Linked DNA regions of Sus scrofa: regions 1 and 2 are each linked to region 3. A link is a contact called in public HiChIP or PLAC-seq data. All regions are on one chromosome and are shown on one strand. Each heading gives the region's core, a stretch centred on a gene start, on an enhancer-like site or on the middle of the called end of the contact. The rest is flanking DNA. Distances are from core to core; before and after follow the strand shown.

Evidence for each region. HiChIP or PLAC-seq counts read pairs in DNA pulled down with a chosen protein or histone mark.
Region 1: a contact with region 3 is called in an H3K27ac HiChIP or PLAC-seq map of alveolar macrophages. The contact joins two enhancer-like sites. A contact is called at or near these places in 2 of 5 promoter capture datasets (fetal liver and skeletal muscle), 15 of 47 Hi-C or Micro-C datasets (alveolar macrophages, blood, brain and 10 more) and 1 of 2 datasets of contacts at active chromatin or transcription factors (alveolar macrophages).
Region 2: an H3K27ac HiChIP or PLAC-seq map of alveolar macrophages shows a contact between it and region 3. The contact joins two enhancer-like sites. A contact is called at or near these places in 15 of 47 Hi-C or Micro-C datasets (alveolar macrophages, blood, brain and 10 more) and 1 of 2 datasets of contacts at active chromatin or transcription factors (alveolar macrophages).

The regions. Positions count from the first base shown.
Region 1 is chr3:31,768,340-31,771,039 of Sscrofa11.1, reverse strand. It overlaps LOC102157603, which reads right to left. Exons shown (of 53, transcript XM_021086611.1): 51 at 2,304-2,420; 52 at 1,998-2,139. Among named protein-coding and RNA genes, the nearest start is that of RMI2, 45 kb to the left of the region's middle. Within about 2 kb of position 1,254, at least 8 of the 83 cell types and tissues checked have an H3K27ac peak or open chromatin away from gene starts, as enhancers often do. A contact at or near this core is called in alveolar macrophages, fetal liver and retroperitoneal adipose tissue, where this site is marked.
Region 2 is chr3:31,742,499-31,745,198 of Sscrofa11.1, reverse strand. It overlaps LOC102157603, which reads right to left. Exons shown (of 53, transcript XM_021086611.1): 33 at 833-970. Among named protein-coding and RNA genes, the nearest start is that of RMI2, 71 kb to the left of the region's middle. Within about 2 kb of position 1,253, at least 3 of the 83 cell types and tissues checked have an H3K27ac peak or open chromatin away from gene starts, as enhancers often do. A contact at or near this core is called in alveolar macrophages, where this site is marked.
Region 3 is chr3:31,335,310-31,338,009 of Sscrofa11.1, reverse strand. The region is part of intron 1 of ZC3H7A (zinc finger CCCH domain-containing protein 7A); the gene reads right to left. Among named protein-coding and RNA genes, the nearest start is that of ZC3H7A, 4.2 kb to the right of the region's middle. Within about 2 kb of position 1,434, at least 43 of the 83 cell types and tissues checked have an H3K27ac peak or open chromatin away from gene starts, as enhancers often do. A contact at or near this core is called in alveolar macrophages, fetal liver and retroperitoneal adipose tissue, where this site is marked.

The DNA of each region.
Region 1 (2,700 bases), core at 5-2,504, 430 kb before region 3:
TTCTTTTCTTTTTTTTTAAAGGGCCGCACCCGTAGCATAGGGAAGTTCCCAGGCTAGGAGTCCCATCAGAGCTGTAGTCGCCATCCTACACCACAGCTCACAGCAACGCCAGATCCGAATCTGCAACCTACACCGCAACTCATGGCAATGCTAGATCCTTAACCCACTGAACAAAGCCAGGGATTGAACCTGCATCCTCACGGATGCTAGTCAGATTTGTTTCCACTGAGCCACGGCAGGAACTCCTGCAGTCACTCTGATGGGTCTTGGAAAGGGTTTATTAACAGCATTTGGGGCGCGTTGTACTTCTTCAATCTGAGGAGTCACATCTCTCAAATCCTCATTTTGTTTTTGAAATTCCTTCATGGTTTCCAATTAATTTTCTCTTCTGCTATTAAGGTTTAAATTTCAGTGAATACTTTTCTTCGTTTTTCTTTTTTTTCCCCTTTTTTTGGCCACCCCACGCACGGATTATGGAGTGCCTGGCCCAGGGATCGGTGCTGAGGTGCAGTTGTGACCTACGCTGCAGTGGGAACTCCTATTTTTTCATTTCTAAAACTTAGTTTTGGAATGGTGCTTGTCTTTAATAATGTCTAATTCTAGCATCTGAAGTCTTGGAGAAAGATTTTTCTCCTTGATCAAACTCTATTTGGGCTCCTTACAACTCTTCTCAAGCAAGCCCTGACTTTCGGTCTCCCGTCATCTCTGTGTCATCCAGCTCTAGCAGGACCCCCCACAGCTGATCACCTCAACATCTGACTAGGGGTCCTCACCCAGGGACCACCCGGGCCTGCCTTCAGCGAGAATCTCGTTAGGTCAGGTGAGCCGGAATCTTGCCCACGCCTGATGTTACCCCTTAGGATTTTTTTTTTGGCTTTTTAGGGCCGCACCCACCCACAGCTCATAGAAGTTCCTAGGCTAAGGGTCAAACAGGAGCTGTAGCTGCCAGCCTACACCACAGCCATGGCAACGCAGGAGGCAAGTTGTGTCTGTCATCTGCACTACAGCTCTTGGCAACACTGGATCCCCAACCCACTGAGCGAGGCCAGGGATCGAACCCGCATCCTCATGGATACCAGTCAGATTCGTTTCCACTGTGACACAGCAGGAACTCCCCCTTAGGAATTTTCTATCCCCTGACCACCACCCTGCTCCTGGACTATCACTTCCCCCTTTTCCTTGTTGAGCCTAATCATCCTTCCTGTAATGTAGAGACCTCTCTCCCTGTCACTCTAGATCTTCCAGTAACCTCCCCCCGCTTCCTGTTTTTCTACGAATGTCATGAGTAAGTGCTCTGTTTACAGGGCTGCTGTTTGCTGTAGTCTCTAACTTCCGGGTCTGGGGAGCGGGGCTTGAGCTACAGGAATCATGCACGGCACCGGCTGCAGGGCTGCCTGGAGGTCCCCAGACACTGTAGGGAGTGGACATTCAACCCCCCTAATGGCAAGTCTGTGGTTCTAAGTTTATGTCTTTTTAGGGCTGCACCTGCGGCATATGGAGGTTCCTAGACTGGGGGTCGAATCAGAACTGTAGCCACCGGCCTACACCACAGCCACAGCCACACCAGATCCGAGCCGCGTCTGCAACCTACACTGCAGCTTGTGGCAATGCCAGATCCGTAACCCACTGAGCGAGGCCCGGGGACCTCATGGATGCTAGTCCAATTCGTTTCTGCTGAGCCACGACGGGAACTCCTGTGGTTCTATGTTTTTAGGAGCTGACTTTACAGCTGCCTGACCTCCCGGAGATTGTCTCCTGTGCCAGAGGTCACAGGCTCACTGGAGTTGGCATGGAGGCGGGAGCTACGAGCCCTTTTTGTCTTTCTCAATAAGCACCCCTTTGCATATAACTTTGCTTTGATGATTGGCTCACTGTACGACAGCTAAGTGCCTGACTCCTTGGCAGGAGCTATGAGAAAGAACCTGGTTTTTCTCTCTGGGATGGAAGGCAGAAGTCAACCAGGCAGGGTTGGAGCGCGAGTGGCCGCGGCAGCTTACCGCACTGTGGAGGAGGGTCCAGGGGCACGGAGCCCCGGGCACACAGGTGGATGTAGGCGGCTGCCAGGTTGCAGGCAGGTGGGTGCTCCTGGGTGCCACAGGGGTCCTGGATGCACAGGCTAAGGAAGGGCGCGGGGTCCACCTGCAATCCAGCACCCGCGATCAGTGACCCTGCCCCCCCTCCTCCCCCCCCCGCACCCTGGGGAGTAGCTTAGAAGAGGCGGGGGCGGGGGGCTAGATCGGGGCCAGGGCCACCTTTGTCCCTCAGCCCATCTGCTTGAGTGGCCTCTGCAGCCGCACACTCACCACCCCGAAGCAGCTCCTCAGGCTGGAGCGGGGGTCCTGGAAGAGGGCCTGGCAGGCGGGGCTCTGTCCTGGGCATGCGGGTCGTGTCTTCTCCACAGCCTCGCAGTCACCACTCACCTGGGGGGACGAACCTAAGACTCTGGCCTCCTGCCTGGACCTCTTCTCCTGGGCGGCTCCGCTGGGTGCAGTGGCCTCAGGAGGGGACCGCCACCCCCTGGGCCACCCCAGAGCCGGCAGGCCCAAGAGCCTTGGTGAGGGGGGCCCACCACACCCTGCTTAGGTCCATGGCCAAGTCGCCGGACGCTTCCCTCTCCAGGGCGCATCTGGATCCCACCTGGTTCCTTCCCCACCCATGGCCACCACGTCCCAGTGATGACGCCCAGCCCAAGGGAGGAAG
Region 2 (2,700 bases), core at 4-2,503, 410 kb before region 3:
GAACCCACGCCACAGCAGTGACAATGCTGGATCCTTAACCTCTAGGCTACCAGGGAACTCCCATGCTCTTAAATGTCTCTAAAACTCATTGCTACCGCCCCACCTTGGTCCATGACACCATCATTCTCGCCCAGCTCACTGGCGTCTCTGCTGCCCCCTGCTGGTCCCTCCCAACACAGCAGCTCAGGGAATCCAAAAGCATCATTTGGATCACGTCCTCAAAAGACCTCCAGGTTCAAAGAGACTAAAATCCAAACTCCTCCCTGTGGCCTGACAGGCTCTGCATGCCTGGACCCCCTCCTGCTCACTGTCTCCCCCTTACCCACTGTGCTCCAGCCCAGTGGCCATTCCTTCAACATACCCAATTCATTCCTGCCCCAGGCCCTTTGCACATCTTGTTCTCTCTGCCTGGAATGCCCTTTCGCCAGCTTGCCAATGGCTGATACTTCCTTGCCTGTCATTGGGGGTAGTTCAAATGTCTCCCCCTTAGTGGGGCCTATCCTGGACACCTGCATAGTTCTCCGTAATTCCTACTCGCATCCCCTATTCTGTTTTTTCTATAGGCTATATCATCATCTGGCCTTTTTCCTTCTTATTTTTTGGTCAGTCTCCCCACTATACTCTACACTTGAGGAAGGACCCATCAGGCCTGTTCCAGGCAATATTCTCAGCTTCTGGAATAGTTCCCGGCTTGGTACCTAGAAGATGCTCAAAAAATGGAAACTGACATCACAGCCCTGCCTGCACCGGATCCTTCCCGGAATCTCTCTTATTTCAAAGAGCTGCCCCAGGAACCACCCCCTCTGCCCTGGCCCTGGCCCCCTCCACACACCTGGGGGAAGGTCTGTTCCAGCTTGATGATGTTGGCAAGACTGTTCTTGGCAGCTACGAGCCTGGTGCCGACGTGGAAATGATGCTCCTCCATCCTCAAGACAAACGTGCTCTCGGCTCCACCCTCCGAGTATCGCAGCTGGGTTGGAAGAAAAGCAGGTCAGATCTTTGCAGGTGTAACACTCAGGAAGACGCTGGCTCCATGCTCTACGTAAGCTCTGCTTCCCAAAGCCCCAGGCCCCCCCCAAACTCACAGCTCCCTGGGTGGGATAAAGGCTGATGTGAGGGTCCTGAATCTCCATTTCAACGACCAGGTGTGACCATGACAACAATCTCCCAGTGCCCTTCACGCTATGACACTGACTTGAAAAGAGCCAGTGGCCTGGGCGGGCAGGCAAGAATTCTAGCTGTACGATCACTGTAGACAGCAGGACGGGCAAATGCCCAGGACCACACACAGGCATCGGGCATGGCATCCAACATGGCTCTTCCAGGTATGGGTGAAGAACCTCCGGCTAGTTCTTTACCTACACGAGCCTCCCTTTCCAACCTGATAAATGGCGATAAGGATACCTGCTTTATTAATGGGTTGATATGAAAATTATATGAAATAATGTGCTAACTTCCACGTTGGCCGGATAGCGGAAATCACTTAGGGCACTTGCTAAAAATACAGATTCTAGGCCCCACCCTAAGACCTTTAAAAATGGAACCTCTTGGAACAGGGCCTAGAACTGGTGTTTTTAAAAGCTCTGCAGATGCCCCATTAACTTTGCGATGCCCCTGTGAAAAATGTCCACCTTGAATTACGTCTTAGACAAACAATCTGACAAATTCAGATGTGTGATTAAAAAAAATTGCCTGGACACTGGCAAGTCGCTAGTGTTTTGTTTTGTTGTCTTTTTGTCCTTTTAGAGCAGCACCTGCGGCATATGGAGGTTCCCAGGCCAGGAGTCAAATCAGAGCTGTAGCCGCTGGCCTACACCACAGCCACAGCCATGCAGAATCCGAGCCGCATCTGCGGCCTACACCACAGCTCACGGCAATGCCCGATTCTTAACCCACTGAGCAAGGCCAGGGATCGAACCTGCAACCTCATGGTTCCTAGTTGGATTTGTTAACCGCTGCGCCACGACAGGAACTCCTGGAGTCAGCCTTTCTGGCCAAAGTTGTCCCTCCTCCTGATCTTGCAAATAAAGTGTTACTGGAACACAGTCAGGCCCATTTATTTAAATACTGTCTGTGGCTGCTTTTTCGTTGCAGGGGTGAGATGAACAGTTGCAAGAGAGCCGGAATTGGGTGTAAAGGCTAAAACAGTTCTTACAAAACAGCTGGAAAGGGCATTATTGCACAAGAAGAATTCTTGTGGCAACTGGGAAATGTTTTACAAACTATATGTCTGATAATGTCACCCGTTAAGTTTCCTGAATTTTGTAATTCTATTGGGTCACACAAGAAAATAGCCTTGTTACAGGAATAAAGAGGTATGCTATCTCCGAAAACATCTCAGGATCAACTCATGACAATACAGAAAAAAAAATGGGTACGAATACACAAATGTATAAGCATATGTAAGTATAAGCGGAAAGATGTGGCAAGATATTACCAATCGGTGCTATAAGAGAAATACCCGGGATGTATGGATAACAGGATGACTGCAGCCAAGCCTGCTGTCTGGTATATTTGAAAGTTAAGAGACCAGATCCTGGGAGTTCCCACTGTGGTGCAGCAGTGGGATAAAACATCACGATAAAACCGGTGGAGGGAATCCGATTTACGAATGTCCACCGTCCTACAGGAACTTTCCTATAGGTTGGAAATTATTCAAAATAAAAACGGGGGAAAACGAAATGGTGCCCTGAATGGTGG
Region 3 (2,700 bases), core at 185-2,684:
TTTGCTATTTCTTGGGCCGCTCCTGCAGCATATGGAGGTTCCCAGGCTAGGGGTTGAATCGGAGCTGTAGCCGCCGGCCTATACCAGAGCCACAGCAACGCGGGATCCGAGCCGCGTCTGCAACCTACATCACAGCTCACGGCAACGCCAGATCGTTAACTCACTGAGCAAGGGCAGGGCCCGAACCCTCAATCTCATGGTTCCTAGTCGGATTCGTTAACCACTGCACCACTACGGGAACTCCTACTCAACATTTCTATCTGGAATGCCCCCCAATCTTATACCCTCCTCCCAAGCCTAACCCTTTGATCAAACTTACCTTTTCAGAATGAAATCACCTTCTGGCCATTTGCTCAAACCAGTCACCTTCCTTCTCTTAACCACATCCAACCAATCCACTGGCAAAGCCTCTATGGGTGATACTGTCAAAGACATGCCAGGCACCCCAAGCCTGACAGCTCTAGAACCCCCTCTGCCGGAGTCGCACGTGGACGTCCCCAGAGCCTCCTCTCTGCTCTGCCCTTAGCTTCCATCCCCTCCCCCATCTGTTTCCCACATGGAACTGAAAGGAATGCTCTCTACAAACACAGATCGGTTGTCACAGCCCTGCTGAAAATCCTCCACTGGCGGCCCAGAGGCACTCAGAATGGGACCCAGACTCCCCAGCATGACGCACCACCCAGGCCCTGTCGCCCTGACTGTCTTCCTGTAGGTTCCTGGAATGAGTCAAGGGCTCTGTGTCCGGGACCCAGTGCTTGCTGTTCCCACTGCCCATGACACTCTTCCTAGATCTGCGCGGGGCTGGCTCCTTTCTTTTCTTTTTTCTTTTATTGATAGGCAAGAAACAGATCCAGATAGGTCGCTTGTGAGAGACGCGAGCGGGCAGGCGAGGAGGCCCTGCCAGCGCTGGCTCCTGTCAACCCAGGGTCTTGGTTTCAATGTCAGAGGCCAGCCTTCAGCCCACTACTGTCACCACACCCCGCTCCTACCCCTGCTCCCTTCCAGGGGTCCCTGTCCTTCGTCCTGGCTGTTTTACATGCTCCAGGACCAGGTCAATGAACCCTTGAAGGAAGACTGAATGAAGGGGTCCCATGTCAAAAGCACGACAAACCAAAGGATGGCACCAGAGGAGGTGACAGGAGACGAGCCGGCCTCGGAGGCCGGTCGAGCCAGGTGGTGAGGAAGTCACAGAGTGGGAATCAACAGGAGGCAGCGACAGTAAGTGACCTCCAAAGCTGGGGCGGCAACGAGTGCCACTGACCCCACCAGGGGAAAAGCAACTCAGACACACCCTCTCTGCCTTAAAGGAAAAGGAAATGGGGGGGGTGCAACTCTGAACAGTACTTTTTAAAGCAAGACACTCAGTTAGATCGGAATTTCATTCAGTTAACTACTCTCGCCGGCAGGAACACACGTCACCTTTCTGGAATCAGCTGTTACTCACTGAAGTTTTACAGAAGGAAAGGTACGCAGAGCTCTGGTCTACATAATCCCTTAACTACTGGTTCAGCACCTGTTCGGCGAAACCCATTAGCGCCAAGTCTAGTCCGATGCTGAACCACGGAATGCAAAACCATGAAAGTTTGGCCTTTCATGGTAACTTGAGAATCCAGCTCCCATTAGCAGAGGACAACAAGGCAAAGAAATGTGACTACAACACACGGTAGGGACAGAAGGAACGGCAAACACGGCCAGCTCGGCCTGCACTCCAGACACTCTTCTAAGTGCTTTACGTGGGTCAAAGCATCTGATCCTCCCGAGGAGCCTAGGAGGTGGGTGTAGGAGGAAGCCGAAGCACAGAGGGGTGACGCAGTCACAGAGGTCACACAGCTTGGGAGTGGCCGAGCCGGCCGGGTTGGCGCCCAGCCTGCCTTCTTATCCACGGAGCTATTTTGCCCTGCATGTGCCAGTGCTGCCTGGAGCGGGGCGAGCTCGTCCGAGTTGGCCCTGGGCTGGGCTGGGCAAGACAAATACAGCTCTGGCAGACAGGTGGGCACTTGACAGCCACTCAGGAGGAACAGAATAAACACAGGCCTCTGCACACGCAGGCAGACACGATGACGTGTGCAAGGGACGTAATTTAAGACAATCTGGACAAGTGGAAGGGACGCGGGGAGTTAGGACAGCAGTCCAGGGATGATCTCCATGTGGAATCCGCCCACGACGTCATGGGTGTAGACGTGAGGAATGAATATTCAACAGCCTTCGGGCCAAGACAGCCTCTCACAGGACCAGAGAGGAGGCCCCAGGGCATGGGGCCCAGGGCTTGTATTTTTCCCTAAGAAGCTAGTCCTAAATTTCAGGTGAGACATTATTATGAGTACCCACGTGTAGTAAATGCGGCCCTCAGCCTCCAGCCTCTCTTGGAAATGGCAGAAACAAACAAACAAACAAACAAACAAACAAACGCGCTTGAAGTAACAGCTGGGTCCAGGCCAGCTTGCAACAGTGTGAGCTCATTGTGGGAACTCTTCCGGCAGCAGCAGGATACACTTCACCCCTCAGAGACCACATGCCCAGGGAGCGAACCCGCATTACCTGGTTCTCCCTACAACGTTCCACTGCCCTCTTGAAACTCGGACTCTCCTGCTGGATATTTGATGAGACACTTTTTCCCCTTGATGGAGAAAGAAGCCCTCCGGATGAAGGCTGTGCGAAACACCTTCAGGAAGCATGTTCCTACTTTCTGCCACCCCACCT